Regions from separate parts of the Mus musculus genome. Here all the other regions are linked to region 2. The links are chromatin contacts, called in public HiChIP or PLAC-seq maps. All regions are on one chromosome and are shown on one strand. The core of a region is the stretch at or near the end of the contact, and the rest is flanking DNA. Distances in the headings are between cores, read along the strand shown.

What was found. HiChIP or PLAC-seq counts read pairs in DNA pulled down with a chosen protein or histone mark.
Region 1: a FOXA1 HiChIP or PLAC-seq map of pancreatic cancer cells shows a contact between it and region 2. The contact joins the enhancer-like site here to the promoter of Areg in region 2. A contact is called at or near these places in 1 of 39 promoter capture datasets (liver), 1 of 484 Hi-C or Micro-C datasets (trophoblast stem cells), 1 of 115 datasets of contacts at active chromatin or transcription factors (pancreatic cancer cells) and 1 of 9 other capture datasets (adipose tissue).
Region 3: a contact with region 2 is called in an H3K27ac HiChIP or PLAC-seq map of microglia, with 6 times the contacts expected there. The contact joins the promoter of Mthfd2l here to the promoter of Areg in region 2. A contact is called at or near these places in 12 of 39 promoter capture datasets (the 3T3-L1 cell line, 3T3-L1-derived adipocytes, cranial neural crest and 6 more), 1 of 115 datasets of contacts at active chromatin or transcription factors (microglia) and 1 of 9 other capture datasets (adipose tissue).
Region 4: an H3K4me3 HiChIP or PLAC-seq map of bone marrow-derived macrophages shows a contact between it and region 2, with 4 times the contacts expected there. The contact joins the enhancer-like site here to the promoter of Areg in region 2. A contact is called at or near these places in 7 of 39 promoter capture datasets (the 3T3-L1 cell line, 3T3-L1-derived adipocytes, cranial neural crest and 4 more), 3 of 484 Hi-C or Micro-C datasets (cortical neurons, multipotent progenitors and nephron progenitors), 4 of 115 datasets of contacts at active chromatin or transcription factors (bone marrow-derived macrophages, hepatocytes, intestinal villus epithelium and 1 more) and 3 of 9 other capture datasets (adipose tissue, liver and pancreatic islet).

What each region holds. Positions count from the first base shown.
Region 1 is chr5:91,315,628-91,323,105 of GRCm38.p6, reverse strand. No RefSeq gene overlaps it. Among named protein-coding and RNA genes, the nearest start is that of Gm19619, 36 kb to the right of the region's middle. Within about 2 kb of position 2,590, at least 21 of the 459 cell types and tissues checked have an H3K27ac peak or open chromatin away from gene starts, as enhancers often do. A contact at or near this core is called in pancreatic cancer cells, where this site is marked.
Region 2 is chr5:91,137,048-91,143,768 of GRCm38.p6, reverse strand. It overlaps Areg (amphiregulin), which reads right to left and starts at 4,170. Exons shown (of 6, transcript NM_009704.4): 1 at 3,895-4,170; 2 at 2,644-2,871; 3 at 79-280. The coding sequence starts at 3,955.
Region 3 is chr5:90,929,031-90,936,548 of GRCm38.p6, reverse strand. It overlaps Mthfd2l (methylenetetrahydrofolate dehydrogenase (NADP+ dependent) 2-like), which reads right to left and starts at 5,353. Exons shown (of 8, transcript NM_026788.1): 1 at 5,116-5,353. The coding sequence starts at 5,231.
Region 4 is chr5:91,275,684-91,282,287 of GRCm38.p6, reverse strand. It overlaps Gm19619 (predicted gene, 19619), which reads left to right. Exons shown (of 6, transcript NR_040428.1): 2 at 670-868; 3 at 1,386-2,564. Among named protein-coding and RNA genes, the nearest start is that of Gm19619, 4.1 kb to the left of the region's middle. Within about 2 kb of position 2,602, at least 42 of the 459 cell types and tissues checked have an H3K27ac peak or open chromatin away from gene starts, as enhancers often do. A contact at or near this core is called in bone marrow-derived macrophages and intestinal villus epithelium, where this site is marked.

The sequences.
Region 1 (7,478 bases), core at 1,341-3,840, 180 kb before region 2:
TTTTCTGATTTTGATTGGAATTGTTGCTTTTGATAAAATTTTAAGACACACAGAAAAATCACTCGACAAAGCAACATAAAACAGATTTTTGACATTTTTCTGACATCACACATTTCAAAGTGAAAACTACTGTTTAAAGATCACTTGAGAGCCCTTGGTTTGCCAATAAAGAACTTACAGGTGGGACCAGTCACCTGACTCCCTTGGTCAACTGCACCTAATCTTGGAGTGTGCTCACCCAGGGCCCAGACTAAGTTATACAAGCTTCTAAATATTTCTTGGGAAAAATCATTAATCTTTTTGGCAGATGTCTCAGTGAACAACTGTTTGGAAAAAAAGGAAATGATTGTGGATTGTAAGCGAAGCCCACATTTTTTATTTGTGTGTTAAAATGTGATCAGAGGCATCAAGAAAATAGCAATTATGGTAAACCGAGTCAAACAAACTGTTATCTTCATCAAAAGCGCCTTTATATTTTCTCTGTAGTGTTCCTTCCGTACCTCTCCTTGAATGTAGGGGAGGGGTGATGTGTAGTAACAAAGCAATGGCGTTTCTCCCTAATTGCTAAGGATGAGAGAAGCTGTCATGAGTATTCTCTAGCAATTAGGGAATATTTCAGGCCCCAGAACACATCAAGCATTCCCATTCCTAGGAACTCCTACCTTGGGAATCTTCACAGCGGACATATTAAACTATACCTGTTTTACATGCCAGTTATCCTTTCTTGCTATGCAACCCATGAAATATTGTTTTCATCAAGTTGAGACTAGTTAAGAATGTGTCCTCTTATACTAATGAGCTATATTCTGTGCCAGTTGAACTAAAGATGTCAGTTTGGCACACTTATTAGTTTGCTATAGGCACCACAGCAAACACAGCAGCTTAAGTCTCTATTATTTACCTGTTACAATGCTAGAAGCCAAAAATCCAAAGTCAGTTTTAATGAATTAAAATCAAGTGCTTCCAAGGAGATCCTCTTCTTGGCTCTAGAAGCTTCTGGAAGGTGCCAGCTTGGCTATGGCAGCTTCACTCCTGCCTTTGCCTCCTCTCGTCTCTGCAGTGGCCTTCTTTTTGAGTATAAATAAACTGTGAAGCAACCTGAGAGTAGTCATGGGATGGAGACATGTAGTTTCCAAGAAGGCAATTCTATAATTAAATACTGTGTGGGGGAGCTTACATTATCTTAAGTCATTCCACTCAGACAATTGTGGTAGGATAAATGACATTGATTGTGGTTTTGTGATGTATAAAGGAGGCACTTCATTTAGGACATGATAAATCAAGATAAATAGTTACAGATAAATACATAGATGAAAACATTGACAGTCAATAATTTAGTAGACATACGTAAATATGTGATATTTTGTCTTTGCTTAAAAATCATTATTTTCTATATATTTTTCCCTTATTTAATTTTCATTTTATGTACATGGGTATTTTGCATGCTTGTATGTCTATAAATCATATGTGGGCATGGTGCTGTCAGAGGCCAGAAAAGTGTGTTGGACCCTCTGGGACGGGAGTTAGATATGAGACATAAGCTGCCCTTTGGATGCTGGGAATTGAGAAATGCTTTTAGACAGTCACCTCTCTGACCCCTTATAATATTTTACATAGTAATATTTATTAACATTTATTATAGTAAAACTATTCATTAAGTGGGAGAAAGAAATAAGCTTGAGACATTCAATATATTGTATCACCTTATATACTTATCTGGTTTAAGTTTCTTAATCTCTCTGCCCACAGGACAGTTTATTTTTTCTTAGTTTTAATTCATCATTACAATTTGGCTAATATTCTTTTTCTCATAGTATGTGTTTTAATGGCTATGGAACATGTATTCATGTATTGGTTAGAAATTCATTCAAATCCAAATAGAAGTGCTTGTCACAGGAGTGTCACCAGTCAGGATACTGCCTTCTCATTCAATAACAGCGTTGTTACAGTCACTTGGGGATGTCAAAGCAGCTTCTCCTGTCTTTCTGTCCCGCTATTCTTGAATATCAACTTCACTACTGCAAAATAGTTGCCCCAGCTCCTGATATTAATACACTCTTTCTAGAGAGAGGATAAAAGGGTCAATATGAAGGAGAATTCCTAACTAGGTCTGACCCTTAAAAAAACAGTCACATGTCATAGAAGAGTCAAGAGTAAGTTCTTAAGTTCTTAAGCCTCCCTCAGGTGTTTGGCTCCCCTGACCTGGATCCAAGTGGTGTGGGACTCCCTGTTTCTCAGTCTTTATAGAAAAGTTCTAGGATCTCAACCTTCCCAAAGCTGTGACCCTTTAATACAGTTCTTCATGGTGTGCTGAACCCAACCATAACATTGTTCCATTGCTACTTCATAACTTTGATACTGTGACGAATAGTAGTATAATTATCCAAGCTGAAGGATATCTGATTATGTGACCCCTGTGGAAGAGTCATTCAACCCCCATGAGGGTCATGACTCACAGGTTAAGATTAGGAGAAAGACATTGTAAATAGACTTGGATAGAAGAAACAAAATAATTGCGTTCTTCTGTTTCCTTGACAGTCCTTCCACACCGCTGAGCATGCTGGGAAGAGCACACCACAATCTCACTGACTCATTTCCTCCTCTTAAAGTTTAAGACCTCTGCTGCCTTCTTTACTGAGTCTGAATGGAACTCATGTTCTAGGCGCAGCATAAAAGGAGAAAAGAGCTTTCACACAAAATATGGGAGAAGAGCAACCCCAAAGGAGCCCCTAGTCTATAGAAAATATCAAATGTTGCTGGTTAGGAATTACAGAACCTGCTTAACCTGGAAGGTAGAGTAATTTCCAAGTGGTTAAAGCATGAAACCCATGAGGATTGCAGCTATTGGCTTTCCTACACAAACCCAGGAAAGTGCCCTTCCTGGACACTACACATTATTTCAGCCCCTGGAACCAGTTTCAAGACTGATATTGCTTTGTGAGTAATCACAGGTTATTGTCAGCCAAGCCTAGGCTTTTTCCAGCATCACAGCTATTTCAAAACTTAGAATTCTCAACTGCTTTCTCTGGTTAATTTTGTATATGGAATGCCTATGTGTGGCAAAGCTCTATGATCGGCGCATCTTGATCATAGATGTGGGGTGTCCTGCCCAGGGAAAAGTGCTGCCTATCTGGCTTGTCATGGGAAAGCTCGCTGACCCTTGTCCCGAATGACTCATAAGGTTGACTGCCACTCCTGCCCTGTTTGTGGTGTGACTTCCCATGGTGGATCTCTGAGCTCTGCAGCATGTTTGCTGCTCTGGAGATGTTAACGGTAGAATCGTGGGAAGCGCGTTGCTGAGGTGCGCACTGATTCCCAAGCGTTCATACCTCTCAGATGAGCCTGTGCTATGTACACCACAAAGGGTCATGCAAGTGCCTGAAGTCACGAAGAAACTTCTTTAGACTTATAAAATGGGAATTTAATATTTGTTCCAAAAGATGGTATAGTTTTCAAGCAAAAACAATGTGGGTTTTAAATTATCATTGACTGATCATTGAACTTTTCAAAATATCTGTCTTCCTGTATAGAAAACATAGGATAGTAATATACCTGGGGATAGCATGAGCATTCCTTGTATTATACCAAAAACATAGAAAATGTTAAGTGTTTCCAGTAGAAGCACTCACAGAGTTTTACCTGTACTCAGGTTCTCTGAGATGCTCCTCACTACCTGTCTTAATACGCAGACCCAACTATGAGGGATCCTTCTAGTGGATGGCAACTATATTCTCAAAATCTAGACTTGTATCTTGGGAGGGCTGTTGGTAGTGGGTGCATAAGAGGTAAGGGAAACTTATCCAACCATTTGAAGCTTAATTTATGCTCAGAAATGCAAGATATCAAGAAGCACACATAGAATCCACAGGTTAAGTTGTGCTATCTCAGGTCAAACTGATCAGGTTGAGCCATAAACGAGACTATCTATTCAACAGAGACTGATGAATTCCAACACGTATCAATAGTCACCCGGTTTACTCAGATCCATGAGCAGAAATCATGTGCCCACCGGTGCCAGCTAGTCAGATGCTCAGCTCTCAGTCCTGGGGCCCATCTTCTAGACTAAATGGAGAAGGAGATGTCTCTGCTGGAGAGATGCTATGTGCAGGTGGAAGGAAAGGACTGTCTACGACAGATGAAGAGGAAGCGCCAGATCTTAGGGTCCTTGTACTGAGTGCCATGTGAATCAAGCATGCTCACGTAAGATCTTTGATTTTTAAAATATTTGTGAAAAAGAGATGCAGCTAGATGAATATACTGAAAGTCTGACTGTGTTTGGTGATGGTGGCTTATGTTTCCTGGGTGCTGGCAGGTCTGATAGGAGACAGGATGATACCTCAGCAGTGGGCAGGGACTACCACAGCCAATGTAGCTGAGGCCTGGGGCTCCTCATTTGCATGAATTCCCTTTAGGTCTCTCTTCCCAATTTTATGTTTTATATATCTGCATTGTCTACGGTTAAAAGTTCCCAGAACCACAGAAGCTTCTGCCCTTTCCAGCCTGACTGCACCCTAGGAAGTAGTGAGATACAGTTAGCAGTAGGGGGAAGGGCAGATAAAACAGAAGGGAGTGGAAGAAACTGATCCTTGTGGGAGACTCAGAGATGAAGAGGTTAAGATCACAAATGTTAATGTGGGCTGTGGCATGATTCCTGGACTACACTGAGATGAAGTTTACCTTTATAAACAATATGACTGTATGACTTTATTCAGAAGTTTAGGAAACAGGGAGCTATTATGTGTGTGTGGACAGAGCAAGAGACAAGGTCCTTGTGAACAGGAGATGGAGAACAAGCAGTGTCAAGAGTTCAAATGGACTGAGATACAAAGGCTGTCTAGGGAGTGTGTAATATCCCCTGGTCCCTCAATCTTTGGAGACACTGAATTCTTACATTATATAATAGTTTCCTTTCCCTGTGTTTACATTCCAAAGAAGACAGATCTCATGGGAGAGTGCTTGACAGCCAGCTGTGCTCCCTTGGACCTTGGGATCCATCCTTAAATGCAACAAAAGCGATGAGATTAACGTTCATTCATTGGAAATAGAGTCTGATGGGATGGGCTGAGCCAAGACCCACTGAGAACACCCCCAGTACTCATCTCAGAGTACAGAGATCAGTAGTCATCCAAGTAGACAGAAAGGAATAATCAAGAAGATGGCTAAGAAAAATGAGGATAATGATTAATGAAGAATATCATTGTGAAGTAGGAAATAAATAACCTTTGACATTGCCTGAAAAAGAACCAATGTTTGAAAGTCAGCTTGGCGGCTTAGCTTTCCATAACCACCATGAAGCACCTGAGGCAATGAATTTAAAGATAAACAAGATTTATTTTGGCTAGTTTCTTAGGAAATTCTAGACCCAGACCGAATGGCTGCATTTGATTTGGACTTCGAGCAAAGGCAGCCTCTCATGATAAGTGTGGAGGTGATCAGAGCTGCCACCAGTCAAGAAGGAAGGGGGGAAATAACAAGGTCTTGTGGTCTACCCCAGGGGCATGTTTGCAACAGCCCAAAGATCTTTTAGGAAACTTCACATCTGAAGGCTTAACCCCCATGGTGTTGGGTATCTAGCCTTTAGCACATAGGTCCTTAGGTGTAGTTATCTGAACCTAAGCACACCAACCCCAGTCTAATCTCTTGTAAAATCATCCCATCTATTATGTTGTGGATAAGTTCCTGCTGCTGCATTTCTGGAGTAGTATTTTTGTTTACTTATAAAATTTTCATTTCTTGAGCAGGAAAAACTGGCATATACAGTCGCTGAAAGAGTATATTGCATAAGGCAAACGTTTTGGAGCAGAGACTGAAGGAATGACTATCCAGAATCTGCCCCACCTGGGGCTCCATCCCATATACAATCACCAAACCCAGGCACTATTGTGGATGCCAACAAGGGCACTTACTGGCAGGAGCCTGATATAGCTGTCTCCTGAGAGGCTCTGCCAGTGCCTGACAAATACAGAAGTGGATGCTCACAGCCATCCATTGGACTGAGCACAGGGTCCCGAATGAAGGAGCTAGAGAAAGGACCCAAGGAGCTGAAGGGGTTTGCAGCCCCATAGGAGAAGCAACAATATGAACTAACCAGTACTCCCAGAGCTGCCAGGGACTAAACCACCAAACAAAGAGTACACATGGTGGACTCATGGCTCCAGCTGCACATGTAACAGAAAATGGCCTAGTTGGTCATCAATGGAAAGAGAGGCCCCTTGGTCCTGTGAAGGCTCTATGCCTCAGTATAGGGGAATACCTGGGCCAGGAAGCAGGAGTGGGTGGGTTGGTGAGCAGGGGGAGAGGGGAGGGCATAGGAAGAAGGGATTTGTGGAGGGGAAACTAGCAAAGGGGATAACATTTGAAATGTAAATAAAGAAAATATCTAAAAAAAAATACTTAAAAGGAGCTCAGGTTCCATGTGTGTTATATTCTGTGTTATGCTTAGCCCTTGCAAGAGTCATATAAGAAATTAAACACACACAGAAAATGCTTTTTTTTTCAAATGGATGGATGGAATAAATAATTTTTTAATAAAAAAAGAAAAAGAAAGGAAGAAAAGGCCAATGACAAGCAGTTTGTCCACGGGGGGTGGGGGGAGGTGCTGCAGCCTTTGAGGTCCTCTGTAGCCAGTGAGGTGCCTCCATTCCCTTCTGTGCAAGTGAAAGCCCCTAGAGCAATTTCTCCCCAAGGTGAGCTGTAAGCTCTCTGGATGTGAACCCCTTCTCAACCTGATCACAAAAGTACTCAGGTGTCATTGACGGAGAGACCCTGCAGAAATCCCCTTTCCACACACTCGTTTCTTTACAAGCATGGGTAGATCGGCAACTAAAATTAGAGACTATTTATTTATTTATTTATTTATTTATTTATTTTCATGCCTATAAAGTAGAGTATTTCCCATTTTTAAAAAAAATTTTTAAATTAGGTATTTTCCTCATTTACATTTCCCAATGCTATCCCAAAAGTCCCCCATACCCACCCACCCCCACTCCTCTACCCACCCACTCCGCCTTTTTGGCCCTGGCGTTCCCCTGTACTGGGGCATATAAAGTTTGCAAGTCCAATGGGCCTCTCTTTCCAGTTATGGCCGACCAGGCCATCTTTTGATACATATGCAGCTAGAGACAAGAGCTCCGGGGTACTGGTTAGTTCATAATGTTGTTCCACCTATAGGGTTGCAGTTCCCTTTAGCTCCTTGGGTACTTTCTCTAGCTCCTCCATTGGGGGCCTTGTGATCTATCCAATAGCTGACTGTGAGCATCCACTTCTGTGTTTGCTAGGCCCTGGCATAGTCTCACAAGAGACAGCTATATCTGGGTCCTTTCAGCAAAATCTTGCTAGTGTATGCAATGGTGTCAGCGTTTGGAAGCTGATTATGGGGTGGATCCCTGGATATGGCAATCACAATCCTTTCGTCACAGCTCCAAATTTTGCCTCTGTAACTCCTTCCATGGGTGTTTTGTTCCCAATTCTAAGAAGGG
Region 2 (6,721 bases), core at 2,921-5,420:
ATCCTTGGTTTACACACTGGAAAAGTGAATAGTTTCTATTGATGGGGATTTCAGGTGTTGTGTAGGAAACAAACCTACTTGCATGTCACCACCTCCAGGTTCTCGATGTATCTGCATTCGCCATGAATGCAAAAGTTCTGAAACTTGGCAGTGCATGGATTCTTTTTCTTCTTATTCCTTCTGCCTTTTCCATTTTTGCCTCCCTTTTTCTTCCTTTTGGGTTTTTCTGTAGACTTTTCTCCTTCTGTCTTGTTTTTCTTGGGCTTAATCACCTGTTCAACTGGAGAGAAAGGAAGTTTGACAAAGTAAGATTAGATTTACGACTGCCCACGTTCTCTTTTCGTCTTCAAAATGATTTGGGTTACGTGAGACCCAGAAATCACAGCACTGAGAGCTACTTTGGCCTCATTAATTAAAGCAACACACACATGATAAAGCTGCACAGAATAGCTCTATCGGGCAGTGCACAGTAACCTCTGTTGCATGCCACTTGAATTCTTTTACCTAGGTATGCCTGTAGTTAGATGTACTGGACCTCGCATGACATAGAGGTAAATACATAGTTCAGTGAAGACAAGACTCATATTCTAGGACAAGCAGCTGGAACCCACATTTCAGCTTGTTTTGTTTGTTTGTTTGTTTGTTTTTCCATTCTATCATGTTCTTTTGAAGAAGGACAATGCCATTAAGATTGTGGTGTGAGACAAATCTGATTTTACTTGCCCACACACGTCTCAGGCTCCCTGTCTTAAGTTGGAAGTTAGTGGGTACCGCTTGAGGTGGAGAAAGCTGGAAAGTATTTATTATTATTATTATTATTAGTCATCATTATTATTAATAATAACAACGACAAATACCTTCCAGCGGGGTGGGGGGCTCGCTGTTGTGTTCAATCTATTTAAAATAGCGTGGAAATATTTGTCCCTGATGCCTCAGACTGTCACCTCAACTTATCAGCTCTGGAGTCTTAGGACTACGAAAGGTGTGGCTAATTACATGCTAAAGGCAGGAAAGGGAAGGTGCATTTTGTTGTGCTGGTCCTTGACTAGAAGTGTATGACAAAGCATTTAGCAAACAGAGACCCCAAGAAGGGAAAACACCACTAGTCCCAAAGGGTTTGCAAGCACCCGTTGCACAGAACACAAGAGACGTGTTAATAGAAGGCTTACAGGGGTGTCAAAGGCAGGGCCTCTGTCTTAAGAAAAGGATAACTATTAGGAATGTTTTAGGAGTTGACTTTAAGAGAATTAACAAAAGCTAAATTAGAAGTACTGTTAAATACGTGGCCATGCAGTGTTTCGACAGAAAAGTTCTTTTGATCATTATAAAGTGCAAGTTAGAGTAAGCCCTCTAGGGGAATTGTCTTAAATGAATTATCACTACATTTTATCAGATAGATTAGAAGTCTAAGCCAAATAATAGTCACTGTGCTGAAGTGTTTCGACAGACAAGATACCTCTGGGTATTTTAAGCAAACAGCCTTCCAAAAGAGCTCCAGCAACTGTCTCAGCTTTGTACATGTGTCACCGCAGTTCTTTCTAGGTGCTAGCCTCTTGCTCGCTCCAGAAGTTGACCTCCAGAACTGTTAGTAACTTAACACACCTTTAACAGGCTGCCGGACGCCTTGATGGTCCAACCTAATCCCCTTTCCTACTACAAATATTAAAAAATAAATAAATAAATTGAAAAAAAAAAAGATTGAGAAGCAAGGTATTGTCATAGAATGCTCACCAAGGGAGGTTTATCCCTGTCTCTGCCTCTGTCCCTCCTTCATTCCTCCTCCCCTCTGGGAGACTCCATTGGAGGAGGAGGAGGAGTCAGGGAAGCTGCTAGGGAAGTCTTAAGAGACCTTAATGAACTCTGATATCACCTCGCCCTGCCTCCAAGATCTGACTTATCAATGGCCTCTTCTCTCCAAATGACAAAGTAAAATGAGAGTGGTGAGCTTTTATCTCTCAAAAAACAAAACAAAACAAACAAACAAACAAAAACAAAAAACGTTATTTAAAAAAAAAAAAAAAAACATCTGTCTGATAGGAGAGAAAAAACAAAACAAAAAAACAACCAAACCAGGGATCAGTAGTTTGGATAAAAATAAAATCCACACATACATCTTTAACATTTCTAGGGTTCGTCATTATTCCTTCTGACCCCTTATTTGTGTTAGAATGCAGTTATTTTAAGTCAGGTAGTGTGGGGGAGGGGACACAAATGTTGAGCTACAAGGCTCACAGGAATGGTTAATGACGACCTATGCTCCCAGAATGGAGGTCATGTCGCATATTGGAAAAGACCATCATCCCAGGAGTCAAACAGATTGAGGTTCTGAATCTGACTCAGTTGCTTGTTCCCAGAGGCGGGAAAGGGGGTAGGGGGGCGGCACACAACCTTTCTGAGCTTCAATTCTTGTGTAAAATGAGCACAGTTATGTCTATGTACCAGAGTTGCAAACATTAAACATGCACATGAGGTTTTGATGAATGCCTTGGACTTTCAGGATGCAACCTCCACGTGGCTCTGAGGACTCGCAATAGCCACGCCTACAAAGCCTTTAGAAAACTGAGCCATCTCCCTTCTGAAGCCACTTTGCAGAGGTAAAACCCGCATCTCACAGACAACGCTTTCCTTGTGCCCTCCACTCACCTCTGACTGAATCATCTATAATATAGCCGGATATTTGTGGTTCATTATCATACTCCTCTGAGTAGTCGTAGTCCCCTGTGGAGAGTTCACTGCCAGAAGGCATTTCGCTTATGGTGGAAACCTCTCTTCCCACAGAAAGCTCAAGTCCACCGGCACTGTGGTCCCCAGAAAGCGATTCGCCTTTCCCTGAGCTGGGGTCATTGAGCTCCAAAGCAGCTGCATAATGGCCTGCAGGGACGGAGAGAATAAGAAGAGATGAGTCGGATACTTCTGTCTCAGTAAGTGAGCATTGCTGTGTAGACATGTGTGTCTCCTCATATCAAACAGTTACTGCATGTGTGCTATTGGGTGTTGGGATTTGTTTTTTGTTTGTTTTGTTTTGTTTGACTGAGTCGCTCATAGAAGCAACTTCCCAGTCTGCCAAGAAGCAAACTCAGTTGCCCAAATTACTGAGTTTCTTTTATCTGGGTTTTCTTTTCCAGATCGCCTACATTAATTTCCACAATTGGATAAGTCCTGCCAAGGCAATGCCCCCAGAATCACGTAACCCGCAATGTCTAAGTGGCCTACACCCTTCGGGTCTAACTTGGGTGCGCTTTTCCAAAGCTTTCCTGCCATCTTTTGACCGGTACTGATACATTTTAACTCTTGTTTACAGCCATTGAATCTGTACATAAGATGCAAAAGGTAGTGCCAATAGTGGCAAAGAGCAACGGTTTTTACCGTCTTTATCTATTATTATCACACAGAGAAAAGGTTCAGAGCCGGGTAACCCCTTGGAGGAGTCCTGAGCTTCAGTCCTTGATTTCATTTTAATTCTTTTTTTTTTTTTTAATATCAAGACAGCATTTGGCAGCGATGCTTTCAACCTCTGAACACTTTGAGTCTGCTTTGGAGAGGGAAAAATAAAATCACTAGACAGAAGAATGGAGACAGAAGGCAAAGAGCCCTCCTTCAAATCCTCCTGGATTAACTACTTTTGTAGAAACTACTTCACCTGCCTGGACCTCAGTTTCCTTAGTTATCAAAGAAAAGGGTGGGCTAAAATGACCTCTTAGGTTTCCATCAGCTGGTCCTTGGGTCATGCTAGAGACCTTGGGTCATGCTAGAGACTTCGTCTGCTTCTCTCACCCTCCTAGCATGAGCAATTTCAGGGGTATGAGCTAAGGGGATCTGCTCCCTGACGTTTGGGGAATGTCAAGAGGCAGCAGCATTCAAGGGGCAACAACCTGAGAGGTGGCGGATGCTCACCTGAGCCTAAGACCAGCAGCAACAGCACTGAGCGCGCCAGCGGTAGCAGCGGAGTTCTCATTGGTTCCACCGGCCGGCAGCGTCTCGGTCTCTGCAGCAACACGACAGCGGCTCCGGGCGGCGGGAGCAGCGGAACCACGGAGCAGCGGGCGAGCACCGGCGCAGGGAAGCCCAGCCCGCCGGGCTCCGGACGGCTGGAGCGGCCAGCGCCTCAGGCTCAGCTGGAGATGTCCGGGCGGTGGCCGCGGGTCAGAAGGGAGCGAAGGAAGCGGGATCCAGGGTGCGGCGAGCACCTGCTGCTTTTATAGACCCGCTGGAGCCACCGCCCGTGACGTCACGGACCAGCCCTGGGTGGAGGCGGGAGGTTACTACTCCAAAAACCCAGCTGACGCGGGAGGAAGTGGGGATCGAGCCCTGATTACGCGGGGAGAAACTTTCCCACTCGCGTTGTGTTTTAAGTTAGAGTGGTGCTGAGGAGCTGACAGCCCAAAGAAACTCTTTGCATATACATTAACAGGACAGCAGGCCGGGACATTAAGTACCAAAGTCCCATTTTAGGATGTTTGTGGAGCTTTCAGAGCAACTGTGGCTTAGTGATGTTAGCCCGAAGACTTTGAGGAGGATAAACGAAGCGCTAAAGGACTCCTAATAACCTAGTTATCAATCAGACACCCTCCCTGCGGCCTTCCTCTCTGCAGTATTTGCTGGTCTTTCTACTCGAATTACACTTAAGGTTTTAGCTGGGCGTGGCCAGACAGTGGCACTTAGGGAGACTGAAGTAGAGGTTACAGGGAGAAGTTAACCTGAGCTGTATCATGAGACCAATAATAAGTTGCTGGGGATAAGTGTGCTCCCCTATTTTACAAACCAATAAAAGACAGATGTAAAAAGCAGAAAAAAATGAATTAACTCAAACACACATTATGTAGATTTGATTCAAATTAGTTTGTCACTGAAATCTGCCCCTTGCAGCTCTGATAAAGAGATTGAGGGCTAAACTGACCTTTAAGAAGAGGGTTGCTGGGCAGAAGAAAGTTTCATAGAAAAGGAAAGTTGTCAAGATGATTTAGGTGTTCAAATTGGAAGAATCCAGGGAGGCCCTCATTTCCAGCCTGAGAGAGAGCCCTAATGGGGACACATCTGCGACTCCAGCACCCAGGCTAGAGGAACTTCCAGGCCCACCCAGGCAACAGAGCAAATGTGAGGGGCTATTTGGGCTAGCAGAAAGACTGGTGTGTGTGTGTGTGTGTGTGTGTGAGAGAGAGAGAGAGAGAGAGAGAGAGAGAGAGAGAGAGAGAGAGAGAGAGAGAAAGGAGAGGAGAGAGAAAGGAGAGGGGAGGGGAGGGGAAGGGAGGGGAGGGGAGGGGAGGGGAGGGGAGGGGAGAGGGGAGGAGAGGAGAGGGAACCGAACCCCACTGGGGGCATATTTAGCTGCAAAGGAAGTGAGGGCAGTTACTTCCCCGAACTCTCATGCTCTAGTAGCTCAGGACACGCAAACTTTATATGCCCCAATACAGGGGAACGCCAGGGCCAAAAAAATGGGAATGGGTGGGTAGGGAAATGGGGGGGGGAGGGTATGGGGGACTTTTGGGATAGCATTCTAAATGTAATTGAGGAAAATAGGTAATAATAAAAAATATTAAAAAAAAAAAAAAAAAGAAATGGATTTCTCTTGGCTTAAAGAAAACAAGACACACTTTCTCTAAGCTGTTTCCTGCCCTTATCCACGACCCTCCCTGACTGAGCTCCCCCAATCAGCCTTTTCAGGACTATTGGTTTTAAACTCTTAGAACAAAAACATGGGCTTTTGGAGAGGAGATACAGAAAAGTCCTGAACTGTGCCCTCACTTCTACTCAGTGTTTGGTGAAGGAGTACTTTGTGTAAACTGTGCTTTACTTTTGTGTGGGAAATCACCAAGAGGGAGATTTAGTGAGCAGCACCATGTTTGTTGAGAGCCCAGTCGTGTGGGCCACATATGATTAAGTAAATCTACTAAATCAGATAAAAGGGATTGATTCACAGTACGCTGGGAAAGGAGGCTGTAGTTTAATTTGGCCTGTAGGTATCACAGACAGCCCTGTGCGGGAAGGGAAAAAGGCCCTGGGAGGCCTTCTGAGCAGGAAGTTTGGATAGAAAGAAGGTACGATTTAGGGCGGCCACCAATGGGGATGAAAGATGCTCCCCATCCGTTCTGGGGTAGAAAAAGACCCTGTCCATTCTGTCCTTGCTGCTGCTGCTGCTGCTGCTTCTGCTGCCAGCACCTCCTTCTCTTCCTCCTCCTCTTCCTCTTCCTCCTCCTCCTCTTCCTCCTCCTCCTCCCCTTCCTCCTCCTCTTCCTCCTCCTCTTTTTCTTCTTCTAGATGAGGTGTCTGCAATTGAGGATGATGTAGTCTTGCCCACAGAGCTCAGGCAATCTGCTTACAGGGCTACATACATTCCGAGTCTCACAGGTTTCATTTTTGTTGTTGTTGCTAGCCTAGCTCTGTTCCGTTCTATTCTATTCTTGTTTTCTTACACTCCTTTAAACGGAATTTTTAATTTTCAATGAGCCACTAAATGTTGCTTTTATTTACAAGGCACAATAACTTGACTTTGCTCAGAATGCAGCTAGATCTTTACTTCCTATTTTCTTAATTATCCTTTTTCTTATATTTATCATTATTTTATTTTCTGTGAATGGGTGTTTTGTCTGCATCTCTATTTGTGTACCACATCTGTGCCTGTGCCTTGTGCCTAGTGCCTACAGAGGCCAAAGGAGAGTATTGACTCCCCTGGAACTGGGAATACAGACCTTTGTGAGCTGCCATGTGGGTGGTGGGGGTTGTG
Region 3 (7,518 bases), core at 4,104-6,603, 210 kb after region 2:
TTTGTATACCCTATTCCTCCATAAATACCACAGCTTAGTCAAGACCAATGCAGCAATTAACTTGGACACTTGACAAGTCCTTCAAACTCCTGTTTAATTATAACTTTAATGACAGCATCAATGAACTGCTTTAGAATCTATAAAGATGAGAAGATCTCATATCATCATAAACCATCCTAAGGTCTCCACGAGTTCAGCTTCATCACTGTGTGTCTCAGGTACAACACGAGTATTTGAAGTTTGTGTTAAAAATATCCATAAGAACTAATAATGCTAACAACAATAATCCCGAGCCTTTTGTGGCATATTTTTAAAATAAGTGAACACTAATGAAAGTTAAGTTTGGGACCGTGTTATGAGCATTTCATTTCCCACCTTAAGTACTTCATGCAAACCTTGAAGCAATTTTTAGGAAAAATCATGTCTTTGTGAAAAACAAAGCAATAAAGCAAAGCATAGTCTGTTGTGTATGATTCGTTCCAATGTCAATTTTATAGCTTGCCGAATTAGAATCCTTAAATAAAACCAAAGAATTAGTAATTACCAAAAGATATACTTTTATATATCAACCAGAGCCCACATGATCATTGCTATTCTTCTCCAGAAAAATATTTGGTACCACAAGAAGCCTTGGTTCACCTGCAGAAGTCCCTGGACACATTCTCAGAAGAATGGTTTCAGATGTGAATACACAAAGTTACAAGGGAAACCAGTTTTATCAAGATAGCCTAGGGTGGGGGTAAGTCTTATAGTAAGTACCATATTATTAAAGTGATGAAAATAGATGATGTTTTGGGATAACTTAATCAACCGTGATGTTAGAATATACCTGTGTATTAGTGACCTCACAAGCAGTGACTGATGATAATATTAACATGATTTGTTGCCAGTATTTACAAGGGAAAAAATGCTGAATTGATCAGAACCCCTTCCAGGTTCATGGATTCCCTCAATTCTATCTGTGGGACCCTACATTAAGATATGTTACATTATGGGGATCTGAGAAAATACTAATGAACCTGGTTGGTTATATTTAGAGTTTAAGAAAGTATATTTTGGCCAGGTGTAGTAATACATGACTTTGAATACTCAGGATGCAGAGACAATCAGATCTCTGTGAGTTTTGGCCAGCCTATATAGTTTCATGCTAGCCAGGGTTATATTGACTCCTTTTCATAGAAATAAGTATAATTTGTATGCCGAAGGTATATCTCTCTGAACTTGCTCAGCACTTTCATAGCCTTGGGTTCAATCCCCATGGCCATACACAAACAAGTATCACTTTAGAAAAAGAATAGACAGATATATGAATGAATGAATGTGTGTGTGTGTGTGTGTGTGTGTGTGTGTGTAATAAAGTATCAGAGACAACCTTAAAGAGAAAGTAGAATAGGCTTCCTTTAAGACATGGAAAGGTAGAAAAGAGCTGCATTAACAGAAATAAAGGAGAGAGAGAGAGAGAGAGAGAGAGAGAGAGAGCGAGAGATCAATCCTCTGGACAGGATGATGAGAGGGAGACTTACAAGAAGCCTTCAGAGAACCCCTGAAAGAAAATGTAATATCCAACTCATATCCTTTCAGGGGTGGTGGAAGTCCCACAACACGTAGGGTAGCTTTCTTGACAAGGAGTATGGTAAAACCAGGCACTGGGCAGGACCACACATTGGGAACTAACAAATCACAGAATAGCAAGGCTTCCTAAGTGTCCCACAGAGTTGCAGGAGGTGTGGCCTGCTTCTCTTCAGGCTGTAGGATCTGGCCTCTTACAGTGACCAATGTTTTACAGGGCAGGGCCATGATCTAACACTCTGAGATTTTATCTTGAGGATGTTACATTAGTACACCATTTCTGGACTTGAGAGGATACAATTTAAATAGGATGCACCAGGTGGTAAAATAGTTTAGTTTCCAAGTGTAAAACAACTGAGCTGCTTAGAAAATAAAACTGTAGCTAGATAACTAAGTCCAACAGGAAACAGATCACATGATCAGCTTTGCCAACCAAACAGTACAATTTTGAGAAACTGCACTGGTAGCCTTTATGACTAGTTCTCTCTTCACTGAAATTAATTTAGATTTTAAAAAAAATCAGCTTTGGGGGCTGGAGAGATGGCTCAGTGGTTAAGAGCACTGACTGCTCTTCCAGAGGTCCTGAGTTCAATTCCCAGCAACCACATGGTGGTTCACAACCATCTGTAATGGGATCTGATGCCCTTTTCTGGTATGGCTAAAGACAGCTACAGTGTACTCACATACATTAAAAATAAATAAATAAATAAATCTTTTTAAATCAGCTTTTGTGATAGTCCTAGTTGGAGTCTCGTTTCCAAGCTTCAGGGAGGGTTACCGGTCTTTAAAGCAAGCAGTAACTCTGCAGAAAAGGCAGTCCTGAGTAAGTTCGAGAAGGGAGACTCTGAAGGCGTTAGTACTGTTACTACTAAAACCCATCCTTTAAAAATTATTAGGCCACCCACTCTGACATATTTAAATATCATAAACTAGAATCCTTTGCTGACTCCAAAAAATAGAGGCTTTTTAAAAATGCTAGGTCAGCAGCAAATATCATAAAGCCATTGGCAGTGAAACATAAAGGCGAAACAGTGTGGAGAAGCTGTAGGCTGGCATCCCAAATGCCACAGTGGCTAAAAGGCATCTGTAGGGAGAACAAAAAGAGAATGTACTAAATCCATGGCTTGAGAAAGCTCTGGCAGCAATGTGAGCACAGAACACATACAGGGCACCGCACGGAGCTACAGGAATGATGGAAGTCGTGCAGAACTACCCCTGTTGTGGGGTAGTTTCTCTCTCTCTCTCTCTCTCTCTCTCTCTCTCTCTCTCTCTCTCTCTCCTTGAGACCAGTACTAGCTAATGTGCAAAGTCTATGACATTCCTGCCCCACAGGGCTGGCTTGGCAGCTGCTAAGTTCCTCCCAGTGAAAAGCACAAGCCCCAGACTTATGCAGTGTTTTAAACCACAGCCATCCTGACTGGTAAAATCCCTACACAGTACCACAAAGAGCGAATAATTTAAGCTCCAAGATGATTTTTTTAAACATTTTTGACCATGTAAGTAGTTCTTTTCACAACAAAAGAAGCTCCAAAAAAAATAGAAAGACATCTATGTATTTACATTAATTTCCCTCATTTATTAAGCTGTAATTTTCATGCATAAATAGGATAGCTAACAAAGAATTTTGAAGGGAAAAGTTATTGCAAAATGAATAGTAAATAATGTTATGAGATCTTATAGCTTCCAAATTGAATCAAATATTATTTCTTGAAATTCAACATACTAAATTAACCTTCCATGTAAAGAATACTTAGTGTGTTCCATTTTTATAGGTGTCTACTGAGACAAGAAATAAAAAAACGTCAACAATCTTTTTCCACTTAAGGGCTCTAAAATGTGACAAATTGGTTAATTTAAAATAGTTAATGTCACTGAGGAAAGAGTTTATGTAATCAAGGATAATTTCCAATAAAAAAATATACTATGATTCAAATGTCATGCCAACAGGAATGATGTTAAGTGTGACAATGAGGGACCAGACAAATGAGGTGTCACTTAAAAAGATGACTGAATGGGGAGGCAGACAGTGGCAACCTCTGGAAGATGGAGTCTCTTCTCTCTGCTGGCCCTAGAAGAGAAAAGAGACACCAATAAACATCAACACACTGTCCAAATTCCTCCCCACCCGAGATACACCAGTCTGCTGGTGTTTCTCATCTTCACAGCCAGCCTTGCCTTCAGGTAAAGCGGTCAGGGCCAAAAGAAAGGTCAAAAAAGTACCACCATATCCGAACTTGGTTAGTGCCGTCTTAAAAAGCAAAAACGCTACAAAATGGCATTTCTTTTCTTACATAATTGTAATCTGCATCAAACAGAATGGGAAGCAGGCAGGCACAAAGTAATGTCTTTTATCATCACAGTTTGAAAGAAATAGTCTTCCAAAACAGACTGCACCTTTAATTCTAAGGTATCAGAGTTCAAACCCAAGGCCTGCCACCAGACCAAACTACAAATTGCAAGATGGGAAGTTTCTATGAATGGATGGATATCTATGTGTTTGTGGGTGTGGAGCATGTGGCTACAACCAAATACTGAGGTTGTAACTGTTGTTTCAGTAGGAATTAGGCAAGGAGCAAATGGGGAGATGGAGACATCGAACTGATGAAGGGACATTAATCAACTTATACACTAACAAAAAAATTACCATTATTCTAGAGGGAAGCACTAAAAACTTGAAATTCCAAGGATAATGATTTAAATAGGATACTCTTGGTAGACAACCCCTTCAAGTCTGGATTGCAAACAGAACCCTTACAAATCTGTTCTTCCAAGGGAGGAGAGCACTCTGGCTAAACAGCAAATCCCAACGCTGCTACTACAGGCCAACAGTGTACAGCAATAGAATTCCGAAGCTGTATCATTTACCACACATCCTCTTCTATAGACCTAGTCACTACAAACCATCTCCGAAGTTAAGACTACAGAAAGAACTTTAAATTTCAGTGACTCAAAACTAAGATCCAAATACGTATGATGGGGAGTTAATTTAAATCACACAGCACCTATGGGCACAGCCTCACTGTACTTTTCCTTGAGGACACAAAGTGACTATAAACCGTCAAGCGAGAGTCTCCAGCCACCTAAGAAGCACTGGAAGTTTACAAATGAGTTTTTCTGAACTCGAAGGCCCTGGGCAAGACACTATGCATTGCTGTTGTTCCATAGGTTGGATTCCCCAGCAGACAAGGGACGCTGCGGCAGCGTGGCCTGTTCCTGGGCACCACGGTGTCTTTTCATTGTCCCGGGCAGCAACCAAATCCGAAGGCTGCCAAGCGCCCTACAAGCGGAGAGGCCAGCCTGGACTGCATGCAGTTTAAGGAAACTGTAAGACATTCCGAGGTGGGAAAGATTACAGCAAGCCGGTGACAAAGGACTAAAGAAACAGAAACGCTGGACTACAGGTCTGCACAGCGCCTACTCCTCCTCGCACAAGAACAGTCTGAACAAAGCCGCGGCCCATTGCCTGAGCGCCTCGCACCGCGGCCACCCCGGGCCTCCGCAGGCCCCGCCGCCGCCCAGCGCGCGGCCCCTGCCCGCAGCTCCTACCTCCGGCCGCTGCTCCCGAAGCCGCGCCACGCGCGCTCGGCGACGCCCGGGGCTCGCACAGGCCCTCGGCCCAGACGGCCCCGGAGCAGCGAGAAGCCGCGGGCCCGCGTCGCCATGCCTCGCCGTCCGCCTCCGGGGGTCCCGCGGTCAGCTCAGCGACACGCCCGGGGCCCTCAGCAGGGTTCCGGGGCGCGGGGCGGGGCCGAGCCCCGAGAAGGCAGAGGCGGCACCGCTGGTGGCCGCGGGGTGGCGGGCGACTTGGCTCCAACCCGTGCACGCTGTCGCCACGGGAGCACAGGGAAGTCCTCGGCCGTTCTTGCAGGCAGCAAGGCCCCCTTGTGCCCCAGGCCCAGCTCTAGTCCCTGGTCTCGTTTCCATGGTTACAGGGAGGGCAGCTTGGAGCAGTAAAGTTGTTGCAGGTCTTTGCTTTTCACTCCCTGTGCGACCTTAAGATGCATTGAAAAAGAAACTCAAGGAGAGGAAGAAACAAAGATGTCCTTGGGATTTCTATCAGTCTTCAGCATCCTTGACACTTCCAGAAGATCCTAGAGTTTGTGGAACCTTAAAGCAGAGGGAGTTTGCAATGAGAAAGCAAAAATCATCTGCAAAGCTAACAGGAAATATTCCTCCCAAGGTCAAGCTGTGGCAGTGATGCGAGGGGCAAGAGCTGTTTAGACTACTGTCTGACTGAGGAAACTAGTTATGGAAAGTCCCAGATGTTAGAGAGCTTGTTCTGTGAAAAAACCATCAAGAACAGTGGTGCAATGTCTGTCTGGTAGAAGGCATTTAATCACAGAAAGAAAACATAGAAGAAAATCTTGGCATCGAGACTTTTTATGTAACACTTTATCATAGTGTATAAAAAAAATTTAAATTTCTGCTGTGGGGGAAAAATAAACCTGTTAAGAGAATGAAAAGGCAAGGAAAAAGTTTCGTTGAGGGGTGGGTGTTTGTAAAATACTTGTTGTGAACTTGTACCCCAAATATACAAGTGTAGTCTCCCCTCCCCCAGCCTGAAACCTGCTTGCTCAGGGGTGGAGCTTCCTGCTCATTCGTTCTGCCACGCCCACTGCTGGAACCTGAGGAGCCACACACGTGCACCTTTCTACTGGACCCGAGATTATTCGGCGGGAATCGGGTCCCCTCCCCCTTCCTTCATAACTAGTGTCGCAACAATAAAATTTGAGCCTTGATCAGAGTAACTGTCTTGGCTACATTCTTTTCTCTCGCCACCTAGCCCCTCTTCTCTTCCAGGTTTCCAAAATGCCTTTTCAGGCTAGAACCCAGGTTGTGGTCTGCTGGCCGGACACAACAATTGGTGAACCAACTCGGGACTGAGAAACGGCAAAGGATTTTTGGAAGAGACGCTGCTGGTTCGGAGCTCCATAAAATAAAGGATAAGGGAAATTCATACCGGAGAAGGTATGGGCTAAGCTGAGACAGCGTTAAACCCGAGCGCTGGTTCACTTAGGTTCAGCAGTGAGGAGCTGGGTAATAGGCGGTAGGCCGTAGCTCTCCGAAGCTACATGAGGTGTGAGAAAAGAAAGGGTTTATTAAAAGGAATAGGCAGATTGCCCCAGTTAATAAAAAATGCATCATAAGGGAGGAAAATGTCCCAAAAAGCAGAGAGAAATATCTCTCTGGGCCTTATAGCAGGAGTACTCTGTTCCCTTTTGTGTCTTGTCTAATGTCCGGTGCACCAATCTGTTCTCGTGTTCAATTCATGTATGTTCGTGTCCAGTCTGTATGAATGAATGTTCTATGTTTTATGTTGGATAATAAAGATGGTATAAAAAACTTTATCTGCAAAGCCGAGAGCTGCCACGTGTTTCAGCCAGGAATCAGACACATGGCGGGAGGGCCCCTGCTGGAAAAACTGTTCGTTTTAGGAAATAAGGGCGAGTGCACAGCCTCTAAGTTTCGGAGTAAAAAAGCTAATAAATGGTTTATGATTAATGTGTTTGACAATGGTAAAGTGTTTTTTATTCTATGATTGTAGCTACAAAAATTATTATTCTCTGATTGGTCTAAATGTAACTGCTTCATTTGGTTCTTTTTTATTGGTAATGTGCTCTGAGTGTTTTCACAATCAGCTCATAAGTTGTTGGTTAAGATTAATAATTGTTACATTGCTACAGATGGTTAGTGTTAAATTTGATAACTCAAGTTTAGAGTCCTTCCGACACATGGCATAAGGCAGCCCAAGAGGCTGGGTCTCTAAAGATATTTCTAGTTTAGGTAATAATTAATGTGGTTCGTATCCTAAATAGTAAAATTTAAGATAAGATTTAAAGCAACGTCTTTTTATTAAAAAGCATTAAAGCTTGCTTTAATAGGTATTCATAGGTATTAATTGACATCCAAACTTCGTAATATGATAGTAATGCTTCTAATATTGATTTT
Region 4 (6,604 bases), core at 1,353-3,852, 140 kb before region 2:
CACCCTCCTCCTCAGCTTCTTCCAGCCTTTCTCTAATTCAACCACAGAGCTCAGCAGCTTTTTCCAGCCTTTCTCTAATTCAACCACAGAGCTCAGCAGCTTCTGTTTCTTGGTTGGGCACAAATATCATCCTGAGAGAGGTAACTCAGACCCAGAAGGACATGCATGGAATGTACTCACTAATAAGTGGATATTAGCCAAAAAGTATAGAATACCCAAGATACAGTCTACAGAACTCAAAAAGGTCAATAAGCTGAAGGGTCCAAGTGAGGATGCCTCTGTCCCATTTAGAAGGGAGAAGAAAGCAATCACAAGTGGGGAGGGAGAAAGAGATCTGGAAGGGAAAGTGGACTGGGGGTTGGGTGGAGAGGAGAACCTGATTTAGAATTGGGTGAAGGAAAAGGATTGAAGCCCTGAGGGCAAGCAGAAAAAATGGAAACAAGCAACCTCAGGAGGTAGGAGGTTAAGGGGACCCTCCAGAGTGTACCAGAGACCTGAGAGGTGAGAGACTCTCAGGATTCAAAGGGAGGAACCTTAGATGAAATGCCAGACAGTAGGGAGAGGGAACGTGTAGACCCCACCTCCAGCAGAAAGACAGAGCATCAAGTAAGGGAGGGGGTTGCCATCCCACAGTCAAAACTCTGACCCATTATTGTTCTTGTCTGAAAGAACTGCAGGGATGGAAATGAAGAGGAGCCTGAGGAAATGAAGGTCCAAGGACAGGCCCAAAGTAGGATCCAGCTCAAGGGGAGGCCCCAAGGCCTGACACTATTACTGAGGCTATGGAGCGTTCACAAAAAGGGACCCTGTCATGGCCACACTCCAGAAGACCCAACAAGAAGCTGAAAGAGACTGGGCATTCTATTGGGTAACACTAATATAGCACTTAACAAATGGCAGGCACTATTTGAAGCACTTGATGTATTTTAATTACCTATTATCTAGTAACAACTCTGAGTTAACACTATTATCTCCAATTTCCTGAAGAGGAAATTGAGTCACAGAGAGATGAAGGAATCCTGTTTGCAATTAGCTGAATCAGGATTACATGGGCTTCTAATGATGGCCAAATTAACAGGTGTTTTTTAACGAAGACACATTTTTCTGAAAAGTCTTGTTGGATAGAGGAAGTCATCATAAAAAAAATACTTATTCACCTGTTCAGATGTGTGAAAAGTGATCACTCTGTGTCTGTGTCTGGTGTTGAGATGGGGCAAAAGATAGCAAGTTCGTCCTATCTATATTCATCTACCAATGCACAGTAGTGATAGCTGTCCTGCTTTATGTTCATAGCATTGAAACAGCGGTCACTCTGGGGACTAGGGGGAAGGGCAGTACTACAGTTTTCTCTGACCTGTGATGATTTTTGTCTGTTCTCTTGACAGGCTCAGTGTCTCCATCTTCTGATGAAACCAGGATCACATTATTCTTAAGAATATGATAGAGGGCAAGCTTAAGCGGAATCAGACAAGTACATTTTAGATCCCCACCCCCACCCCTTATTGTGATTTGCTTCCGGAACCAAGATGGTACAAAGTCAAGAAACAGATGTAAAGGCTGCCCAAGAGTGTCCTAAACACATGAGCATTTGGTTATAGAAATGCTGAATGAGAAAATGAGAAGGGAAACTAGAAATGCTGGAGTGGTCCTGAGGAGACAGGCAAGCCTGGCTCCAATAGAAAGGGAGAGAGGGAAAACTAGCTGAGAGCATCCTGGGAGATTCTGCAATCAACTGCAATTGAACTGTGATCTAAAGCTGCAATGCCAAGCCCAGCAAGGAGTCTTCAAGCCAAAGGACCTATGTCACTTCTTGTTGGAGATCATTGGCTGAGATTTGCTTGTTCATAGGAAGCATTGTCTCAGAATAGATGCACCAATTAATTTAATTTAATTTAATTTTTTGGGTTTTTCCCCATTTTTTATTGGATATTTTTTAATTTACATTTCAAATATTATCCCCTCTCCTAGTTTCCCCTCCCCAACCCCTTATCCCTTCCCCCTACCCCTGCTCACCAGCCTATCCACTCCCGCTTCCTGGCCCTAGCATTAAGGGCCTCTCCTCCCATTGAAGACCAACTATGCCACCCTCTGCTACATATGCAGCTAGAGCCATGAGTCCCACCATGTGTTTTCTTTGGTTGGTGGTTTAGTCCCAGGTAGCTCTGGAGATACTGGTTAGTTCATATTGTTGTTCCTCCCATTCATTTTAAACTGCAGTAACCAGGGCCAGAGGTTTGTGGTAGATTATGTTTCAAGGACATTGGCTATTCATGGGTTGGATTCTCAAGGATGCCATACAGGTTCAGGTCAGACTGTAAAGGTAGGTCTGCCTCTATAATGAGAGAAACAGAAGGTACAGGAAAGGGCAAACATTGTGACATTCAGTGCATTAAGTCTAGGAGAAGAAAGGAAGAAAACACAGAGTGAGGCAAGAAAGAGAATCAGCCAAGGAAGAGTGGATGGCCAAAGTAGTTGCCATTGTGACAGCCTGGTGCTTCATTTACTCCAAATGCTCTAGAAGACCATTATAGAGGAACACAGCCAAAGGGCAAGGTTGACAGCAGGTATTTATGATTGGTCTGAATGGAACATAGATAAGAAAACGGGAGTCTGGGGAGAAGAGTGCTTAGAAAGATAAGGATAGCCTTGACTGCAGGGCTAAGCGTTCCTAGTTCACTGGTGGGTGGGAGCATGTGATATGTTTGAAGCATCATAAGAGTTTTCATGATGTGATAACTGACTGTGATGTTGAGTTGGATCAAAAAGAGATATGAGGATTGGAGACTGGTCATGAGCCATTTACAGGGTCAGGTGAGAAGTCAAGCTCACTCAGAGCAGGGCAGCACCAGTGGAAACTGGGAATGCTTGGTAGATGAGGAAGTTTTGGTGAAAGTTGATTCATTACTGGTGAACGAGGAAGACTATGGGAGCTTGACTAGCTGAGAGAATCTCAGAGTGTGTATTGGAAGGAACTGGGTAGGGGTGGGTTCAGGATCTAAACAGTGGGATTATAAGAACAGAACAAAAAAATTAGGGGAAAATTGAAGATGTTGTGGTTGGTTTTGCTTTTAGTGGGTCAAGCTATTGGGGAACTATAACCTAGAGAGCCTGTTCGTGTGTGTGTGTGTGTGTGTGTGTGTGTGTGTGTGTGTGTGTGTGCTTGCAGATATACATGTGTGTATGTGATCATGTGTGTTTATGTCAGGTGTCTTCCTCATTCTTTCTCCAGCTTATTTTCAATAGGGGTTCTTTCACTAGGAGTTCAGCTAGACAACCTGGCCAGTGAGCTCCAGGGACCCACTTGTCTCTGTATCTCTATCCCCATCAGAAGGGTTGCAAACGTTCACGGCTACACTTAGCATCTTACATGGGTATATTACAAGTGTTCTACTCACTGAGTCTTCTCCCTCCACCCCCAGCCCTAAGTTCAGGGATGTTTATAGGAATCTGAGCAATAAAACTGAAGCTCGGGTAAGATCACCAGAGTTATAATGTAGAACTAAGGAGCCACTCCACTATTGTTCTCAGCTGTCACAGACAGGAAACACAGCCATGGCTATGAGAATGTCTTTGTATGCCATAAAGACACTTCCTCTTTATGACTCATTTGAGAACTGATGAGTACAACTCGGCTTAGGCTAGTTAAGCACTTTCCCCCATTACAATCTAGGTAAGGCATAGGATGTAATCAGCCCACAACAGGAAGCTGAGGGTGAATGGGTGGCATGGAGAAACTTGCCCTCTTGTCTACGCAAGCTTCTATCCATCTCTGACTCCATGGCACAGTTGTATAAGGTCTTTATTCAGCCATATTTGTTGTTAAGCCTGATTCTTTATCTGGCTTCTTTGCAGAGATTTGTAAACTCTGCTATGAATTTGTCTTTGAAAAAAAATACCTACCAAGAATGCTACTTTCCCCAGTACTATTGGAATTCCATGAGAAAAGCCAGACCAGTCATGAAAGCAAGATCAAGACAAAAATTAATTAACGTAAATGGTATTTGTCTTTAAATCTAAAGCCAAATGTGAATACTAATGGAGAGCTCCTGGTTTCTGCTAGTCGGGACTGGGGAAACATGGGTCTTACAGAGTAGGATGCATCTTTTTTTTAATACTTAATAAATGCACGTAATAACTTTAGAACAGACTTAGCTCATGTACCAAAAAGGAACAAAGACTCTCAAATCATACCGATTAAATATATTTACGTGGGGGTGGAGAGATGGTTCAGTGGTTAAGAGTACTGGCTACTCTTGTAGAGGACCTAGGTTCCATTCTCAGCAACCACCTGGTAACTCAGAGCCTCCTGTCACAGCAGTTTCAGGGAATCCGATGTCCATTGTTGTCACTGCAGGCACCAGCCATGCTCATGGTGTATGAATAAAGACGGAGGTAAAACACCCAGACACAAGAAAGAAAAGTTAACTTTATTTCAGGATGCATCCTCTAGGGAAAGCAGTCTATCGCTGCATATCTTTTAACTTTATGCTTCACATCTTCCCCCTGCTCATGTTCAAAAGCCATCTCAGGCCATCTAAAGACATTCTTTACTAGAACCTCATATCCCCGACCAGAGTAGATTTTCTCCCACTACTGGCATTCTTTTACCCATTTATCTTTTGTGTTTGATATGTTTTCAAACAATTGTATACGTGATAATTAAAATGCCCACTCTATTTTAAGTGTGTCCCATTACTAAACTCAGCACTAAGCATCTAACCATAGTACTTCGATTTCAGCTTGACAGTACCGTAGGAAGAACCTATGGCCATATCTTTTATTTGTGGAGAAATAGATTTAGTAACATAAATAATTTTTAAAAGTGGTATGACTAGGAAGATGCAAAACTAGAATTTGCACCAACAGTTTCATTTTTATTAGTGAAAGAGTCTGTACACATTCATACAGTAGTTTGCCGTTTTCTGTTATATTTTCTAGATTGTTTAGACTGAATATGGATTTGCTATCATGTTCTTCTATGGCCTCTCAAACTTGCAACTGTTGGATTCTTGGTAAATAACCGAAGAGGAGGCCAGTTGTAGGCAGTTCCATAAGATTAGGTCATACAGTTCTGATTTTACCTTGCTTGTTCAGTTACCGATTGGTGGCATGTCATGTATTTTGATACACATTGTTCAAGATACATGTGAAATGGTAGCAATAAAATAATAATGGTCCCGCATCTGAGACCTGGAACTACCAACTCCAAGGCTGTGATAGCTTTGTGAGGCAGGAAGAGTGACTTCCATCTGCCTTTGCTACCATTTCACCGTGGGTATTATGGTTCTAAAGAGGAGTTGGGGAAGAGGCTTTTCATGAAGCACTGGTCACGGAACGTGGTCTGCAAAGGATGCTACCACCCTGCTTTAAGTACCACACATGCGAGTCTAGCCTTCAGCATGGTTGGCTTGGAAACCGAAGTGATTAAACAGACTGAAAATGGATCTCATTCTCATAATCAATTCAGATGACCTTAAAGAATGCAAATTTGTTCCTGGATTTGCTGATGCTAAGCTGCATTAAATGTGGCAGTGCTTTAGATACTAAGGTATTTCTTTCAATCGAGAAATGTTTCCAACATTGTGTAATTTCTTTTTCTTAAGGGTCAGGTAAAAGAAATGGAATATGACAGTCAGCATTTCAGTGTTGGGTAAACACTGGCATCAGAGTGTGAGGTCTAAGACCACGAAGGACTAGGACCCTCTGACCAGTGCATCGTCTTTCAGAAGACAATGCATATAAGAAATAAACTTATGATCACAATGATTGCCGTGGGCATGAAATATACCAGAGAGCTAAAACATCCACCAAAGGTCTTTCACACACCTATTTTAGTGATCAGAAGATAGACAGTCAAGCTTGTCAAATGGCACTGAATGATCATAGCAGACTTAGTGATGATGTGGCTTGGGTTTAAGCAGCACTGAGTGTGGCAATGGTATTATGACTCCTACTCTCCTGCATAACCCATTCTTGCCCAGTTTCTGAATGGAAAGCAGATCAGGCCAGTGACTTATGTGTGTGCAACAGTTGAAAAAACAGGAGACTGAGACCATCTTGGGGGCGGGGGGTACTTCTGTTGTTTTTGCTAGCGAGTGCCTCTATTCCAGACTCCAGGGTGCGGCCTTGAGAGCTAATTGAAGAACAGATAGATTTTTTTCCCTTTTCAACATAATTAAGGCTATAGTTTTTGAATGAAAGAATTTCTGCAGCATCTTCAGTTTCCGATCCAGAATCTTGATTAGCCATTTCCCTATGATAACACTTTGGATTTATTTTCCTTTTATGACAATGATATATCCGTCAAGTCACAGACATCAGGTTTTGACAACTGGTCCACTATTTGTCTAGATATTTAAATACTTTTGTGCCCTATGATATGTTGTTTCTCCCTTGGAGAATCATGCTATTTCTATCTAAGGTCAGGGGAGCATGTACTTTTTGAATTCTTTCTAATCTATAGGGAGAAATTGGAAAATAGCATACTAAGTGATGCCAACTATTTGTTACAGCTCTAACAGCAGGAAAACAGTGAGCAACACTGCTAAGTGTAAAAGGACATTCATCACACAATGGTACGGCTATAGGCTACCATATGATTGTT